Regions from separate parts of the Mus musculus genome. Here all the other regions are linked to region 1. The links are chromatin contacts, called in public Hi-C, HiCAR-type and promoter capture Hi-C maps. All regions are on one chromosome and are shown on one strand. The core of a region is the stretch at or near the end of the contact, and the rest is flanking DNA. Distances in the headings are between cores, read along the strand shown. Region 1 holds the start of BC037704 (cDNA sequence BC037704). Region 2 holds the start of Ankrd2 (ankyrin repeat domain 2 (stretch responsive muscle)). Region 3 holds the start of Avpi1 (arginine vasopressin-induced 1). Region 4 holds the start of Zfyve27 (zinc finger, FYVE domain containing 27). Region 5 holds the start of Slf2 (SMC5-SMC6 complex localization factor 2).

Region 1 (2,904 bases), core at 265-2,764:
ATAAACATTTCCGCCTCCAGGGATGCTCCACTTCAGTAGCTAGCAAGGTGAAAGAGACTTAGAAATCTAAAGGCTGGTATCTGGAGTCTTTCCTGGGGGAGAAAGTTCTAAGGTGTGGGTCACTGTAGGACAATGTAGAGTATTATTTCTCACCATGAGAAGTCATTGAACTGAGATGATCATTTTAGGACCATAAAAAAGTAAATATGATAAGAAGAGACGGGATATAGCAGGCATTGTCATTAATTTGTCAGGGAAGAAAATTGATATTTTAACAGGACTGGGGGGTGGAGGCTTTTTTGAGATCTATTCATCTCTCAGAGAAAAGTGCAGGGTAGCAAGAAGTCTGTATATGATGTGGGGAAGAATTCTTAACCCGAGGTTAACGGAATCTCCTTCACGCTGAAACCCGAAATAAAAAGCAGTTTTGTGTGTGACTGGGGATGGGGTTGGGAACTTAAGAGCTTTATTTTCCAAGAGATCACGACACAAACGTTAGTAACTACTGCCAAAGATTAGTTGAAAGACCCGTCCGCCGAAGGGCTAAGCTTTAGAGAGGAAATGGAAAAGCCTCCAACCGTTCTAAGGAAGCGCTACGAAAAGATGGAAAAGTTTGCAATTGCGTCATCATCTCATTAAAATAGGTTGTAAAGGCAGAGCTAGAAACTGGGGAAGCGTGTGCAAACACGCTGCTGAGAAGGGAGCCTGAGGTAGCCTGCAGAACCAGCGAGCGGAAAGGGGCCCTCGCTCCTCAGTAGAGGCTGAGGCTCGAGAGTCGCTTCAGTGCCCGCTTCTGCTCAAGGTAGTGGCCCTGAGGACCAGACGTCCCTAGCATCGTTTTACAACCGGGGAGCGGTTCTCAAGAAGCAGCAGCTCAGCGGTCCCGGAGAGAGAGAGCGGACAGCCATCAGACCCGGTGGAGTTTATCAGCAAGCGAGCTCGGGATACGAAGTTCAAGTGTATGTCTCGGAACAAGCTCCACTCCCAGGCATCAGCAGTTGCTCTGCCGCGATTGGGATGGTGCTCCAAGACCCTGACACCTGTCGTCGCCTCCGAACCATCCCATTTCGCCTTCTCCTTTCCCAACGCAGAGTCCACCCAATGAGAGCTCATCGGTCCACCCACTGGAGGGTTCACTAGGCGGCTTTGGGTGGGAGGCCCAAGGCGAGCGGATCTGCGCTGATGGCACACCACTCCAGAGCCACCCGAGGCTCACAGCCGATCTCCCCTAGCGGCGGGTTGGGCCGTGCCAGGGGACGCAGGGTCCGGGCTGACTCCGCCCCCGCCTGAGATCCCGCGGGAACAGTCGCACCGTGCTACTCGACACCCGGTGCACGCCAGAGCACGCGTCCTAACGGCAACCGACAGCGGTTTGACCTTGAAGGTCTGGCTGGCACCGCCCCCTCTCCCCGGCAGTCCCGACCGCCACGCACGCCGCGCCGGGGTACAGCCGGGAGCCGGTCCCTGTCCTCCAGGCGCTTCTCTCCACATCCAATGGAAGAACGAAGTGGTTCGGGCCAATGGCCACCGCCAAAGTAGCTAGAGCGGTTGAGCCTATCAAAGTTCAGCTTTACGTTTCTCCCGCCTCCGAAACGCTAGGGGCGGGTCGATCGGGCAAGTCCGCCAATCAAGAGCCAATAAACAAGACGCTTCCAAGATCAAAGGGGAAGGGGTGGGACCTACGGGACTAATGACAAGCTATCTGACGAATAACACAGATACATTTTGGCTCCGTAAAAAGGGGGCGGAGACACGTTAGGGCCTACACCAATGGCTGTCTGGGGGGCGTGTCCTCGGGGCCAAGCGGGAGCCGGAGGCCCCGGGCTCTCTGGGCCGCGCCTGAGGCGGACGCAACGGGGCCGGGGGGCGGCGGCAGTGGTGGCGGCAGCGGCGGCGCGTGTGGGCGCCGCGGCTGGCCGAAGTGGATGGAGTTGGAGGGGCGGAGTGCAGGCGGCGTGGCGGGAGGACCAGCTGCTGGGCCCGGGCGGAGCCCCGGGGAGTCGGCGCTGCTGGACGGGTGGCTGCAGCGGGGCGTGGGCCGGGGGGCCGGCGGCGGGGAGGCGGGGGCCTATCAGCCCCCTGTACGGCTGGATCCGGAGTCCGGCCCGGAATACGAAGCGCTGCCGGCTGGAGCCACTGTCACCACGCACATGGTGGCGGGCGCCGTGGCAGGGATCCTGGAGCATTGCGTGATGTACCCGATCGACTGCGTCAAGGTGAGACCTGGACCAGGCTGCGAACCGGACCTGGGGCTGACCCGACCCTGAACCTTGTTTAGAGCCAGAATCCCAACTGAGACCCAGAGCTGATAGGTTTCTTCCTGGCTCCTACCTCTACACACGGTTTGAGCCAATACTCCGTGCAAGCAAAGTCCTGGCTGGTAGATGAGCTCAGTCAGGAACCAGGACTTACTTCTAACGGTCAGTGAGGCGAAGCAAAAATCTTGTCAGCCAAAGACTTGATCCCGATTGGGACTAAGCAGGGATGGGATGGGATTGGGGGGGGGGGATCCCGAAGCACAGGTAAGTCTATAACAAACCAGCTGGCATGAAATCAGACGGTGAACTCTATCCGATAGCTTGGGTTGAGATGTGCTTCGGGTCGGCGCTTTCACAAGCTCCTTGCTGCGTCTTTCCTTTAAAGTGACGGGGCAGGAACCGGAATCTGGGATCTCTCAGCTAGATAAAAGTACGTATTAAATCTTAACCTGGGAGTGGTTGAAAAAAAAATCATTGTGCAGTCAAAAGTGAGAGTTCCAGACTGGAATGGATGTGGGAATAAGGCATGTTAAGAAAAACGGTTTCGGTTTCTCTGCGAGGCAAGATTGGTAGCCCATCTATTTCCTGAACGTAAAAATTGAGCTGGGACTAAGATTCTATGTTGAGGGAGCAAGTGCATCAGCCC
Region 2 (2,904 bases), core at 149-2,648, 1.6 Mb after region 1:
TCCAGTGTCTTGTGGCCACACTCCAGAGATGACAAGCAGATGACGTTCCTGTCCAGCAGCAGCAGCCATGGGCACACGCTCTCGGGGGAGGGAGGAGCGAGATTCCTGGGATGCTCGGCTGCTGTCCACACTCCCCTTGATAAATCTGAGCTCATCACTTCTCTTAAATGATGGGGGCCTCTGAGTTCCGATAGGCTCCCCCTTCCCCCTCTAATAACATCAGCAACATCAGAACCGGCTCTATAACAGGTCAGACAGTGGCACAGCACTCTTAACAGTCAGTGGTCCTCACTGCTCACGGAGCCTGCACCTCTTACCTGGTCTTCTCTGGTTTGTCCTTGGCCCTCTTTCTAGCCCCAGCTCTTGGTGTCTGTCACACATTTTCATGACCACTTTTATCTATCTGCTGTTTAGCCTCAAGTACCTCTCCCCACATCCCGACCACACTTCTTAATCCCAAAGGTCCAGCTCACACTCCATCCTGACCAGAGTAGTCCCAGAGGACCAGAAGGGCTCACCCACCCATTCATCACTACTCTCCATTTTCCATACGCCCGTTTCTGCCCTCTGCCTTCTTCTTAGTTGATGATACAAATAAAAGGTTACAATTAGTGCCCACCTTCGCCCTACGCACTGGACTCTAGGCTCCTGGTCCTCTACCCCCACCCCAGGGGGGGGTAATCTCACCATGTAGCCCAGGCTGGCTCCACCTCTGAGATTATAGGATTGTACCACCACACCTGGCTCAACTGTTTTTGAATAAGATGTAGAGCAGGACCAGTCAGTAGTCCAGCCCCACTTAACTTAGCCAAGAGAAAACGTACCCGTGTGTGCATTAGGCCTCTGCCAACAGTCCTGGCTAAGTCCCAGCTGCCCTTCCCCATCTCCTTTCCTGACTCCTGTCAGTTTGCTCTCCCGCAGCAACCAGCCCTGGCATCCAGGGGACATTCTGTGTGTGTGTGTGTGTGTGTGTGTGTGTGTCAGGACCTTACCTTTCTGGTTTTCCCAGAGAATACTCATCTGTCTTCTCTGTCCAGTCCAGTCTATCTCTTGAAGCCCAGGTGAGTGGGCAGGGTCTCGGGAAGGCCTGCCCCCTCCAAGTGCCTGTTTGCGGGGCTGAAGCCCCATCTCCCACCACCCACAACCATGTTAGGAACATCCCGCTTGGGCCCTGGGAAGTAGCATGTTGTCTGGACCCAGGTAGCAGCCGACTTTCCCTTCTCATGACAGCACAGATGGACCAACCGTTAACCCTGAGGCCCCCCTCCCTCCCTCCCCGACACCCTTCACCTCAGCTCCCACCTCAGTCTCTTCCTCCTGGGCAAGCCGCTGCTCGATGAGCTCTGTGGCTCTCTGCACCGCCTCGGGCCCCTCCATGGTACCCTCCATGACTGTTTCTGCAAGCCACAGGGCATGGGGTCTTTATAGGCCCAAGCACCCACCCCGCCCACTGGGCGCCTTTGTCATTAGCTCACAGGCTCGTTTCTCCATCTGTCATGAGCTTACTAGCTCAACTCTCCACCTGCCTCCCCCACCTGTCACCTTCACCTCGGACAGCCCCAGGGAGCATGGGAAGCCACTGTCCAGGCCAGGGAACTTGCCCCTCCCCTAACCTCTGGCCTACCAGAGCCAGAAGGCACACCGCCCCGAAGGACAGCTGCGGGAAAGAGGCCTGTCCAGTGTGTCCTCAGTGCTGGGAACTGGCTAAGTCTTAGCCAGGGTGAACGGGCTGCAAAGGACCTACATGCTGCCATTGGTCTGGCTGGAGTGCCACCTGCTGGATGCCCAGAAATGCTGTCTAGCTTGTGCCAGGCAGGGGAGCCTGAAAAACCAAGTATGAGCCCCAGCAGACCTGTGGGCATCCGAGACCTTCTCCAAGCAAGAGCTGGAACGGCTGCTGCCCTCTGGTGGCTGCTATGGGTCCCATGGGCCCTAGGGAAACACGGCTATGCTGCATGGCGTGTCCATTAGCCATGAACAGAACCTGTCCATCTGTTTGTTTCATCTTCCTGGAGTCCTCAGCAGAACCTAGTGTTGTTTTAAGAGCTCAGGAAGTCAGAGTTCAGAGCTAAGGCCATCTCACGAGTACTAGGCGATGCCAGACTGCCGTGGGCGGAGCTGGTCACACTCCCCGAGAACAGAGAATACACAGAGGAAAGGCAGACCTGCACTTGAGCTCCTCGCCTGGGACTCCCAGCCTGGAGCCCGAGGTCATTATGAGCTAGGTTTAATCTGCCAGTGGACTACAAATGTTCCATACTTCTACAACTGCAAGTGGCACCCGAGATTCCCCTCTGGTGATGTACACAGTCCTGCAGAAGAAACAGGAGGAGACAGCCCTGTCTGTCTCTGGCTCGCACATTTCTGGAAGCTTGTCATCCCACGCTCTGACACAGCATCCCATGTGGGCCCTGTGGGGTGGTTGCCACATGGCTATGCTGCCCTCTGTGGGTGCTCCTTCACTTTTCCTATCTGGACCGCCCCCCAACACACACACACACACACACACACACACACACACAGACACATAATTGTCCCAGCAACTGCTGCAGGAGGCAGGGTGGGAGGCACCATCTCTCCATTAAAGGAAAGCAAACTGTGTTCAGAGGTGAAGTGGCCTTTTTCAGGACCCACAGAACACAGCGAGGTTGGATGAGACTAGGGCCCCCAGGAGGAGCATCAGTTGGATGCTCTGCTGTGCCCATCTGCAGCCAAGCCAGCAGAAGCTCTGGGCTCCGGCTGGCTGGCGTGCTGTGAAACAGGAAGTCATGTGCTAGGCAAGAGAGGAGCAAAGGCTTTATTGATAAAATGCAGATGTGTCTGTACACAGGGCCCCGCTGGGCTATGACCAGGCTTCGGACCCCACCCTGCCTGGGTTACAGTTGGGGACAGCCCTGTGCAAAC
Region 3 (2,904 bases), core at 273-2,772, 1.5 Mb after region 1:
ACTTTCTGCTTGCACCTGCTGCCCAGACAGGCATCCCTCCGGACATTTCTGGACAGGAGCACAAGCCCCGGATGAAGGAAATCAACATCCCTCCAGGTTGACAGCTGGACCTGGTGGTACAGCTCTATTATGCCAGCACTCAAGAGGCTGAGCCAGGAGGATGGAAATTCCAGGCCAGTCTGAACTACAAAGTAAAACCCATCTCAGTGAAACAGAAAGGCAGCCGGACAGATAGACAGACAAGAAGTGGCACACAGTAGCTCAGGGACGGAGCATTTTCTCAGCATGCTCACAGCAGTGAAGAACTAAAAAAGAGCCTCACAGATCCCCTGCAGTCATTTGTCCTTTCCAACCCGGCTTCCTTGGAACTGGTGAGACCTTCTGAAAATGCAAATTTAGTGCCACGCCACGGTTGTTGTTGTTGGTGGTGGGGAATAAATTAACCCTTGTAAAGGGCTGACCACATTATAGTCACTCTGTAAAGACTTGTAAAGACCGCAGAATGCCTATTCATAAGTACAAATCACTCTATTTCCTTGCTTATAGAGCCTCAGAGGGGCAAATGCAAACGTCACTGCCTACCTACATCCTCCCACCATGGCTACCTTGCTATTTATAGCGGATCTCCAGGCCTTATTTTATCCCTCTGGAGAAAAGCCGTCCTGGCTCCAGCGTGCTTTCTTCCCTCTCTTCCTTTATTCTGCCCAGGCCCATTCTTCCTCGTTCTAAAAACGTTAGCTCCTTTCTTTACTGGTTATGCTCCTTCTTGTGGCTTCCAGGACCTCTCAAAGATGCTTCCTTCCTCTTTACCTTCTTTCAACTTCATGTGATCATGATTGTAGTCACATACCAAGTGGTGGTTCAGTGTTAGCCTCTGTCGCTAGGCTGTTAACTACCTCAAGGTAAGGGTTGCAGTTCTCTTACAGCCCGTCAAGGAAACTGAACTGGAAAGGGTCTCAGTGAAAGATGTCCAAAGAGCTGTTAAGTTCTCCTTAGGTAACCAAACTGGCACAGTCGCTACAAGATTTGTAAATCATTCTGAATGCAGGCCCAGGAGGCCCGGGAGGTGAAGGGAGTTTTAGGAACTGTAGGTTATGAGGATCTTAACAGTGAAACCCTACGCCACGTGCGTTGGACTCGACCCAGAGAAAAGGGGCACTTGTCACGTGTACCCTGCAGGGCCCGCGGTCTCCAGCCGCACCCCGTGTCAGGAATGCGACCCCGCCCCGCCTGCGTGCCCGCAAAGCAGAGCCCGCCCCTGGGACTGACGTCAATCAAGGGGGCGCCTCCAGGCGTGGGGAGGGCAGGTGAGCTGGGAGGATGGGGAGGACCCGGAGGACACGCCCCTCGCCGATACTCCCTAGATGATTGGACTCAAGGAATCTCCGCACTGGGTTTGGAGGCGGGCACGGGAAAAGGGAGGGATAAGGCACGCCCCTCCCCCCTGCAGCAGCTGATTGGTCCGCGAAGGCTCCGCGTTCGATTTGGCGAAGTTGGCTCGGCTTCTCGCTCTAAGGCTGTGACCGAGGATTGGCTGTTGAAGGGGCTCGGAGCACTTTCTCTGAGGAACTGTGGCCGTGATCCAGGTGGCCCGGCCAGGCTCCCGGCTGCGTTCCGCCTGCCTCGGGCAGCTAAGGCAACCAGGTAGGTAGGCCACGGTCCGGCTCAGCTGTGCGTGGGAGCGCGCGGGCCGACGGTCGCAGCTGGGAATCCGCTGGGTCTCACATCCTAGATCCACTTAGGGGCTTCTCTCTGTCAGTCGCCACCTTTGAGCCCTGGGGCTCACTGTGGTGGGGATGTCGTCCTGTAACTTCGGCCAAGATATCCTCTCTCAATCTCTTAGCCAGCCAGTCACCTCCGCTTGGCCTTTGTGATCACTTTCAGGGCAGGAGCCCAGAGCTGCGCTCGCCCTTTTCCCAAAGCCCGAGAGAGGTTACAGTAGGCGTCTTGGCCGCCGGATCCCGATTGGGGTCTCCTGGAACTGGCAATAGGTTGACCCGACACCGATCTAACTTCCCAGAGGGCTCTACTCTAGCTCCGCTTGCTCTAAGTCCAGCGAAGAGGCTGGCGTGGGAATCCTGTCTGCGAATCAGTGGCGACCTCCAAAACCCCCAGACGAAGATGGCACGGTCTTAGAGGTTTCAGAACCTTCTGCCCCCACGTTTCTTTTGACCACCTTCTCAGCCACCTGGAAAGAATGAAAGTAACACTGGTAAGGCGCCCAGGTCTGACCACCTGGTTAATAGCCTAAGATCACCTACCAGCCTTGTGGAGTTGAGCAAGTCACCACTTCAAGAGGTCAGCTTTTTCATCTGGAAAATGTGTTTAACAATAGTGCCCGCTAACAGGGGATTAGGATGCCACCTGACAGGAGGACCAAAAGGTCCTCAAAAGTGCTCTTCTTGCTTGACGCAGCAAGCTTCCTTCTATGTAGCCATGGTTTTAAAAGTGCACAGATGAGCCTGTCTTTGAAGCCCTCTGAGTAGTTTGTACGTCAGTGCTAAATTAACCACGGCCATGGTTCTATATAGTCTTGTTAATAGCTTTCTCTTCGCATCATTTTTCATTCAACCAATGTACAATGTTGAGTGTCCACAGTAGGCCAGGTACTAGGATGGTCATTCATATTTCATCTCTGTACCCAGTGAGGATTTTCCCTCTCACTATTTTGATTGATGAACAAAGCAAAGGAAAAGTGACTTGTCCAAGGTCACTCAGTGGTCAGCGTCACTGCCACCTTAGGGGTTTTGAATTCTTTCAAAAGGATCTTTTCCTTGCTCTGTTAGTTCATTTTTCAAGTCATGCCTGAAAATGGGTCTGGAGTAGGGGCCCAGTTTCTTTCTTCACTTCCAAGGCAGAGAAGCGTCGAGTTAAGAGCTCTATAGTATGTCCTTCCTTTAATGC
Region 4 (2,904 bases), core at 218-2,717, 1.5 Mb after region 1:
ACATCTGCTCTAAGCTATACTAGGCCAGTGTCTTTCCAGCAGTCCCTAAGAGGAGCTTATCCAACTACAGTCCTGATGAAGACCAAGTGGTTCTCAGTTCCCACCTTCCCTGCATAGCGCTGGAACACAAGTAGACCTGAATACACCTAAAGGTCACACAAGTCTCCCCAGAACTAGTCATCGCTAGAGCAGAAAGGATAGCCCAACTACTGCCTAGCTGGCCAGAACTGCTAAAGACCAGGGAGACAGGAGAGCCCAGAGGAAGAACAAAGGAACCCTAAAGTCTGTACCTTAGCAAGTATCGAACACCGTCCCCTGCATCCTTCAGGGGTTCCAGGTAGATCTCCAGCCTCTTGTAGGACAGGACCAGGTTGAAGAGATCAAACGCTGCTGACTTGGTAGGGGCAGGTGGACACTCAGAGAGAACCTCAGGCATCCCGCTGGGGCTCGCCTCCGGCCCACTCAGGTCCCGATCCGAAGTCTGCATTCTGTAATCGTAAATCCCTACACTCACGATGCACTTCCAGACTACAACACATTTCCCCCTTGCATTACAGTTCGTGTGGTTCCTAAGGTTAACTGTGAGAGGTGAACGCGAATACCCATCTCACACTGCAAGAAATTTTATTCCTACTGAAGTAGGAAGTAGCAGGGTGAAGGGGATGTCTTCGCTATAAAGCCTATCACTCTTCATGAGCCCCTCCAACGCTCCTTTCCCTCACAGACCTTTCAAGAGCATATAAACCATTAATAACCAGGTTGTTGAAAGAAGGCAGTAGGTAATGCCAAGAGAAAAGATGTCCTGTGACATCTTTCTCCTATCTTTAGCTCCTCCTTCAGGTGTCAGGGTAAGGGGGACCATCTTGTCCTGGGAAGTCTTTATGAACGCGCCAGTGTACACTGGGAGACCCTTACCAGGGCTCCCAGAGGTTCATGAATTTCTCCTAACAACACTCTTATCACGCTCTTAACCCTGGCTCCCATTCATCACTTGGAAAGGGGTCGACTGGACCCCAAACTCTCGACAGGACGAGCTAGGGAGAAAGGGAACCCAAGCAAGCGCGAGACAGGCTTAGCAGGTCAGTGCCGACAGAGGCCCAGACCACCAGCCTGTCTGAGGCCGCGCAGGGCAGGACACGCCTAAGGTCGCTGTGCCTGCAGGTGGCGACCCACACGCGGTGGGAGGGCCGGAGGGCCAGGCTCCGTAAATAAATACAGTGAGGCTGGGGCGTCACGGTCGTCACCTACCCGGACGCTGTCCCAGGAAAGGAAGAGACAGGAACGGCCAGGGGGACAGAAGGGCCACCAAGCCCCGGAGCGGTCCCTCAGGCCAGGCCCGCCCCACCCCACGCCACGCCACGCCACCTCCCACCGACGCTCCGAAGTCGCAGGTCCACCCGGGAACCGTCTGCCCCTCCACCGCCGTCGCTTCCGGGACGCGACTCACTCTGCGGTGGCGCGCCCGTGACGTCACCGCGCCCGTCCCGCCTTGGGTCCGGCCTCCGGGCTTAGCTCCTCCCACCCAAGCGCAGGTGAGCAAGCGCGTTGATACTGCGCCTGCGCACTCTTCCCTCCTTGGCTAATTTCTGGTTAACTCTGTTCCTGCCACCCAAGAGATGACTCGTTTAATGCCCGGGAGTCCTAGGACCTGGGAGCCAGCCTAGCTCCGGAACATTACAGCAAGGACAGTTAGAGAGTCTAGCGTGGTGACACACTTGTAACCACAGCCTTTTGGTTTCTGAGGCTGGAGTATTGCAAGTTCAAGGCCAGTCTTGGCTATGGGAGCTTCTGGCTCAAAAAAAAAAAAAAAAAAAAAAAAAAAAGTGGGGCGTGTGGGGGCAGGGATGGAGAAGGATAAAAAAAAAGAAAGAAAATGTGGATAGAAGCTCTGAGAACCTAGGGAAGACAGAAAACACATCTTGTATGTCAGGTGCCTATGGGTAGTGCCATTTTAACGGTGAGAGAGCCCCTGGCTTGCTGCAGGAAGACACAGCAGCACAGAAACCAGCTGTCTGCTATAGTGCTTGCCGTGAGAACGCAGAGACAAACTGTACACGACACTGAAGTTTCTCTAGTAGTATCAGTAATTTCGAGGGTTACAACATTAGCAGAGACGGAACGGTGGTCCGTAGCTGCTGTGTTCAAGGTCCTGTGCAGGCCGTTCCTAGCTCTATCCTCTTCACATCTTGTGACCCAGCTGTTGTCCCTTAAAACACACCTCCCATGGGTTTCCATTTAACCAGCAGGCAGGCAGTACACTAAGCTTTTTGTGCACATTATCTTATCTGTTCCTCCTTCAATAACCCTATCGGGGTTATCACCATTTCACAGATGAGGAGTTGTAGTCATGGTAAGTAACTTCTTTAATGTCACAGCACATAAACTGCTCGGAGCTGGGATTTGAGCCAAATACATCACTGGATGCCAGCAACCCCAGCCATACCACCACCCACACGAGGCTGCATCCACTGGCTTCATCTGTCCTGCTGTTCTCTCTCAGGTGCCTCAGTCTCAGCCAGCTGAACCCTCTTTGTTACCTGCAAGGGCCCTGGACTCTTGCCAAGTCCTCAGATTGCTTGTCACACCTGCCTGCCCCGATTCTTGCTTCCATCCAAACCCAAGCAAGCCATCATAGCAGGAGTCAGCTGTGAGCAGCCTTCCCTAGCTGTTCAGCCGACAATAACCCCTCCTCTGAGCTACCCCAAAGCTTCACTGACATCTCGTCCAGCATCTCTTTTTCAGAGAGACAGGCACGCCTGCTCTCCTCAGCCAGGACTCAGCTGCACTGGGAATCTGGGCTCTCCTCACTTCCTTCAGGCTGGTCACTGTCCCACAGGCTCTGAAATCTTTACTCTCAGTAATACCCCTTCGCCTGGAGACAAGATGCACAAGAAATTTCTTTAC
Region 5 (2,904 bases), core at 248-2,747, 1.3 Mb before region 1:
TTAAATCTAATACTACTCTCCAATACACCTGAATGGAAAAATGACTTTTGGTAAACCATGAAACTATAAACGAACTCTGTAGAGGTAAAATAATTGTTTCCTAAGTTCAAGCACACAGAAATATCCATTACTTATGTATAACTGGTTAAAAAAAATTATGACAGTTTTACAAGCCTTTAATCTGAAAGTGCTGGAACCAAACGTGTTAGAATTCTCAATTTATTGGATTTTGGAGGGGAAATAACTTGAATGTATTATGTGCAGCCCCCAGCAGGATCTGGCGCTGCAACCTGTAGCCAAAATATTACTATTTCTCCAGCAAAGCTTATCAACACTCACACTCAGTACCACCCACAAACCTTATATTAGCTCTGATCAACCTGGCTTGGCTGCCAAGGCGGCTGTGGTAGGAAGCAATGAAAATAGTTGTTTTTCACAGCCTTCTGTCCTTCAGAATTAAGATAAAGGATTGTGAATCTGTGCTACAATATTAAAGCATAAACTTAAAACGTCTGTTACCAATTCTTAAAAAAAAAAAAAAAAAGACAGTACCAAGTTCGTAGATAATTTGAATGTTTTATTGTCAGAGGATGTCATATGATGAAATTCTCCATCATTACATAGCTCCCAGAAAATCCTTACCATATAAAAAAAGAAAGGAAGAAAAAGGAAATAGAAAAAGAAAGGTCTGTTGGTGAGGGAGAAAGTCACTCAAAGAGAAAACAGGCGCATTCCAAAAATGTTTTTAGTATGAATGGTCGTGTACACTGTACTATTAAGTAATTCGTGGGTTTTCCTTATCACATCTTACATAATTAAACTCAAGAAACCACCAGGATCAGAACGATCTAAATAGAGGCTTCGAGAAGGGAGGGCCCCAGGGCAAGCGCTCGAAAAGGAGAAAAACAACCTTCTACCTAAAGCGGGCTCTCCGCAGCCATCTAGGCTGGTGGTCACTAGACCAAAAGCAACACCTCAACTACAGAAAAGGAGACTTCAACTCCCAGAAGCCCCCGCGCGGAGGCGGGGCGAGGGCTTGCAGGCCCCAGAACATCAAGGCCTGAGCTCGCTGAGGATGGCGGGAACTGAAGAGCAGCCGTCCGTAGTCCTCCCCTATACCCGTGCCCCCGCGACCCGGCCCCTTCTCAAGCCCTCTGCACTGTACCTGTCCCCAGGACTCTCTGTTCTTTTTCCCGCTGCAGCAGGGGCGGTACTACCGGGTCTCAGATGGCAGCGCGGGGGCGACGACCCCGGGGCTGGGGATGAGGGGAAACCTGGCCTAGCGGGCATGCAGCGCCTTGTCATGTCGGCGCCGCTGGCGACGGCGGCATGAGCTGTGGCTGGAGAAGCTGGGTGCGTGGTTGCCGTCTTGCTGCTGGGACTCGGGGAGGCTGTCGGTGCAGAGGTGGGCGGCACCCCCTACTCTCTTCATGGCGGTTCTCTCTTCGGAAGTGACTCCGGTGTGAGCGGGAAGGAACCTGAGGACCATCAGGGGGCGGGCCTTTCTTGAGGTGCCGCGTCGCGATTGGCTGACCTGAGGGTCACTCTGGTGGTAGCGCAATAGAAAGCCTCCGCCTGCCGGGAGAGGGCGGGTTTTTTGGAAGGGGGAGGGGAGATTGAAAACTGCCCTCCCCGGGCCCGTCACGTGCGCCTGGGGCGCGCGCCTCCTCGTCGGGGCCGCGGCGGCCTTGGCCGGTGCGTGGGAGTGGGAAAGAAGAGGCAGTGGCGGGTGTTACGACAGCTGGCGACAGCCGCCTGATCGAGGGCTAGGGGTGAGATTTGCAGAAGTAAAACCGAGCCTGCAGCTGTCTGTAGTGAAGATGGCCAACATTTGTGACGATTGTGCTACAGCTGCCCTAATATTTCATAGTCACTTTGGCATCTTAGGCCAAAATGCTGTCACCATTTCCTTTCTGTTCCTTCTCTTATAATGTGATTTGACCGTTCTGTGAGGGATCTTCTATACTGTGATATAGTTGTTCCGTTTTTTTGTTTTGTTTTGTTTTGTTTTGTAAGGGAGGGGGCGGGGGAGCACTCAGTCATTGAATTAGACATTTTTATTCTGTCAAAGCGTTTTGTCTCTAATGGGTTTCCCCATGAAGTCGCAGCACATAGACTTCTTTTCCTTATCAGTAAAGGACTTGTGCTTTGAAGAGGCTGTTAGGTTGGATTTCTTTAAGTTTTTATTTATGTATATGGTGCTCAATTTGCATGTATGCCTGAATGACAATAGAGCATGAGGTTGTGAGCCACCTTAGGGTTGGTGGAATTGAACTCAGGACCTCTGGAAGTAGCAACTAGTACTCTTAACCACTGAGCTATCTCTCCAGCTGGGTTTTTTTGCAGACCGAGGAACTGGTCAGAGTAATTTAAAACTTCACTTCCCATGTGTATAGAATGGGTATAGTTACTCACTTCTCTGGGTAATTTCCCTTGTCCCCCCCACTTCCCCCCCCCCCCCCCACACACACAGGGTTTCTCTGTATAGCCCTGGCTGTCCTGGAACTGACTGTAGACCAGGCTGGCCTTGAACTCAGAAAAATGGCCGGTCTCTGCCTCCCAAATGCTGGGATTAAAGGCGTGGGCCACCACTGCCCATCTTCTCTGGGTAATTTTAAGTAATAAAACCCAGCAATGTAAACAGGTTTAGATTCTCTCGTGTAATTGGTACAAATACAAGATTCTCTTTCCTTTGGGCTTCAGATTTCCTGCAGTACCCGGCCAGTTTTTTTTTTTTTTTTAGGGAAGGCTTGTAATCCTATTGTAATCCTAGTACTTGGGAGACGGAGGTGGAGGGTCAAGAGAGAAGGCCGCGGCTGTGCTGATAGTTCATGGTATAAAGGAACTTGCTTTCATGACCCAGGACCACATGGCAGAAGGAGAGAACTGATTCAGTGCGGTGAG

The links. Promoter capture Hi-C pulls out the DNA fragments that hold promoters and counts their contacts. A called contact is a pair of places that touch in the nucleus more often than the background predicts. HiCAR-type assays count read pairs that join an accessible place to other places.
Region 2: a promoter capture Hi-C map of liver shows a contact between it and region 1, with 2.7 times the contacts expected there. The contact joins the promoter of Ankrd2 here to the promoter of BC037704 in region 1. A contact is called at or near these places in 2 of 39 promoter capture datasets (both in liver) and 1 of 115 datasets of contacts at active chromatin or transcription factors (astrocytes).
Region 3: a contact with region 1 is called in a promoter capture Hi-C map of stem cell-derived epiblast-like cells, with 3 times the contacts expected there. The contact joins the promoter of Avpi1 here to the promoter of BC037704 in region 1. A contact is called at or near these places in 9 of 39 promoter capture datasets (the 3T3-L1 cell line, the HPC-7 cell line, HPC-7-derived erythroid cells and 5 more), 11 of 115 datasets of contacts at active chromatin or transcription factors (astrocytes, bone marrow-derived macrophages, differentiating embryonic stem cells and 5 more) and 3 of 9 other capture datasets (adipose tissue, liver and macrophages).
Region 4: a contact with region 1 is called in a HiCAR-type map of astrocytes, with 4 times the contacts expected there. The contact joins the promoter of Zfyve27 here to the promoter of BC037704 in region 1. A contact is called at or near these places in 5 of 39 promoter capture datasets (embryonic stem cells, hippocampal neurons, liver and 1 more), 5 of 115 datasets of contacts at active chromatin or transcription factors (astrocytes, embryonic stem cells, large pre-B cells and 2 more) and 3 of 9 other capture datasets (adipose tissue, liver and pancreatic islet).
Region 5: a Hi-C map of CD8 T cells shows a contact between it and region 1, with 4 times the contacts expected there. The contact joins the promoter of Slf2 here to the promoter of BC037704 in region 1. A contact is called at or near these places in 4 of 39 promoter capture datasets (the C10 cell line, cranial neural crest, hippocampal neurons and 1 more), 1 of 484 Hi-C or Micro-C datasets (CD8 T cells), 2 of 115 datasets of contacts at active chromatin or transcription factors (microglia and pancreatic cancer cells) and 1 of 9 other capture datasets (liver).

What each region holds. Positions count from the first base shown.
Region 1 is chr19:43,673,788-43,676,691 of GRCm38.p6, reverse strand. It overlaps BC037704 (cDNA sequence BC037704), which reads right to left and starts at 1,514. Exons shown (of 1, transcript NR_045645.1): 1 at 1-1,514. It overlaps Slc25a28 (solute carrier family 25, member 28), which reads left to right and starts at 1,811. Exons shown (of 4, transcript NM_145156.1): 1 at 1,811-2,216. The coding sequence starts at 1,926.
Region 2 is chr19:42,034,521-42,037,424 of GRCm38.p6, reverse strand. It overlaps Ankrd2 (ankyrin repeat domain 2 (stretch responsive muscle)), which reads right to left and starts at 1,398. Exons shown (of 9, transcript NM_020033.2): 1 at 1,303-1,398. The coding sequence starts at 1,389. Ubtd1 (ubiquitin domain containing 1) reads right to left here. Exons shown (of 3, transcript NM_145500.3): 3 at 2,784-2,904.
Region 3 is chr19:42,127,611-42,130,514 of GRCm38.p6, reverse strand. Avpi1 (arginine vasopressin-induced 1) reads left to right here and starts at 1,522. Exons shown (of 3, transcript NM_027106.4): 1 at 1,522-1,644.
Region 4 is chr19:42,169,130-42,172,033 of GRCm38.p6, reverse strand. Zfyve27 (zinc finger, FYVE domain containing 27) reads right to left here and starts at 1,467. Exons shown (of 13, transcript NM_177319.3): 1 at 1,249-1,467; 2 at 291-488. The coding sequence starts at 487.
Region 5 is chr19:44,929,712-44,932,615 of GRCm38.p6, reverse strand. It overlaps Slf2 (SMC5-SMC6 complex localization factor 2), which reads right to left and starts at 1,497. Exons shown (of 20, transcript NM_001081225.2): 1 at 1,166-1,497. The coding sequence starts at 1,305.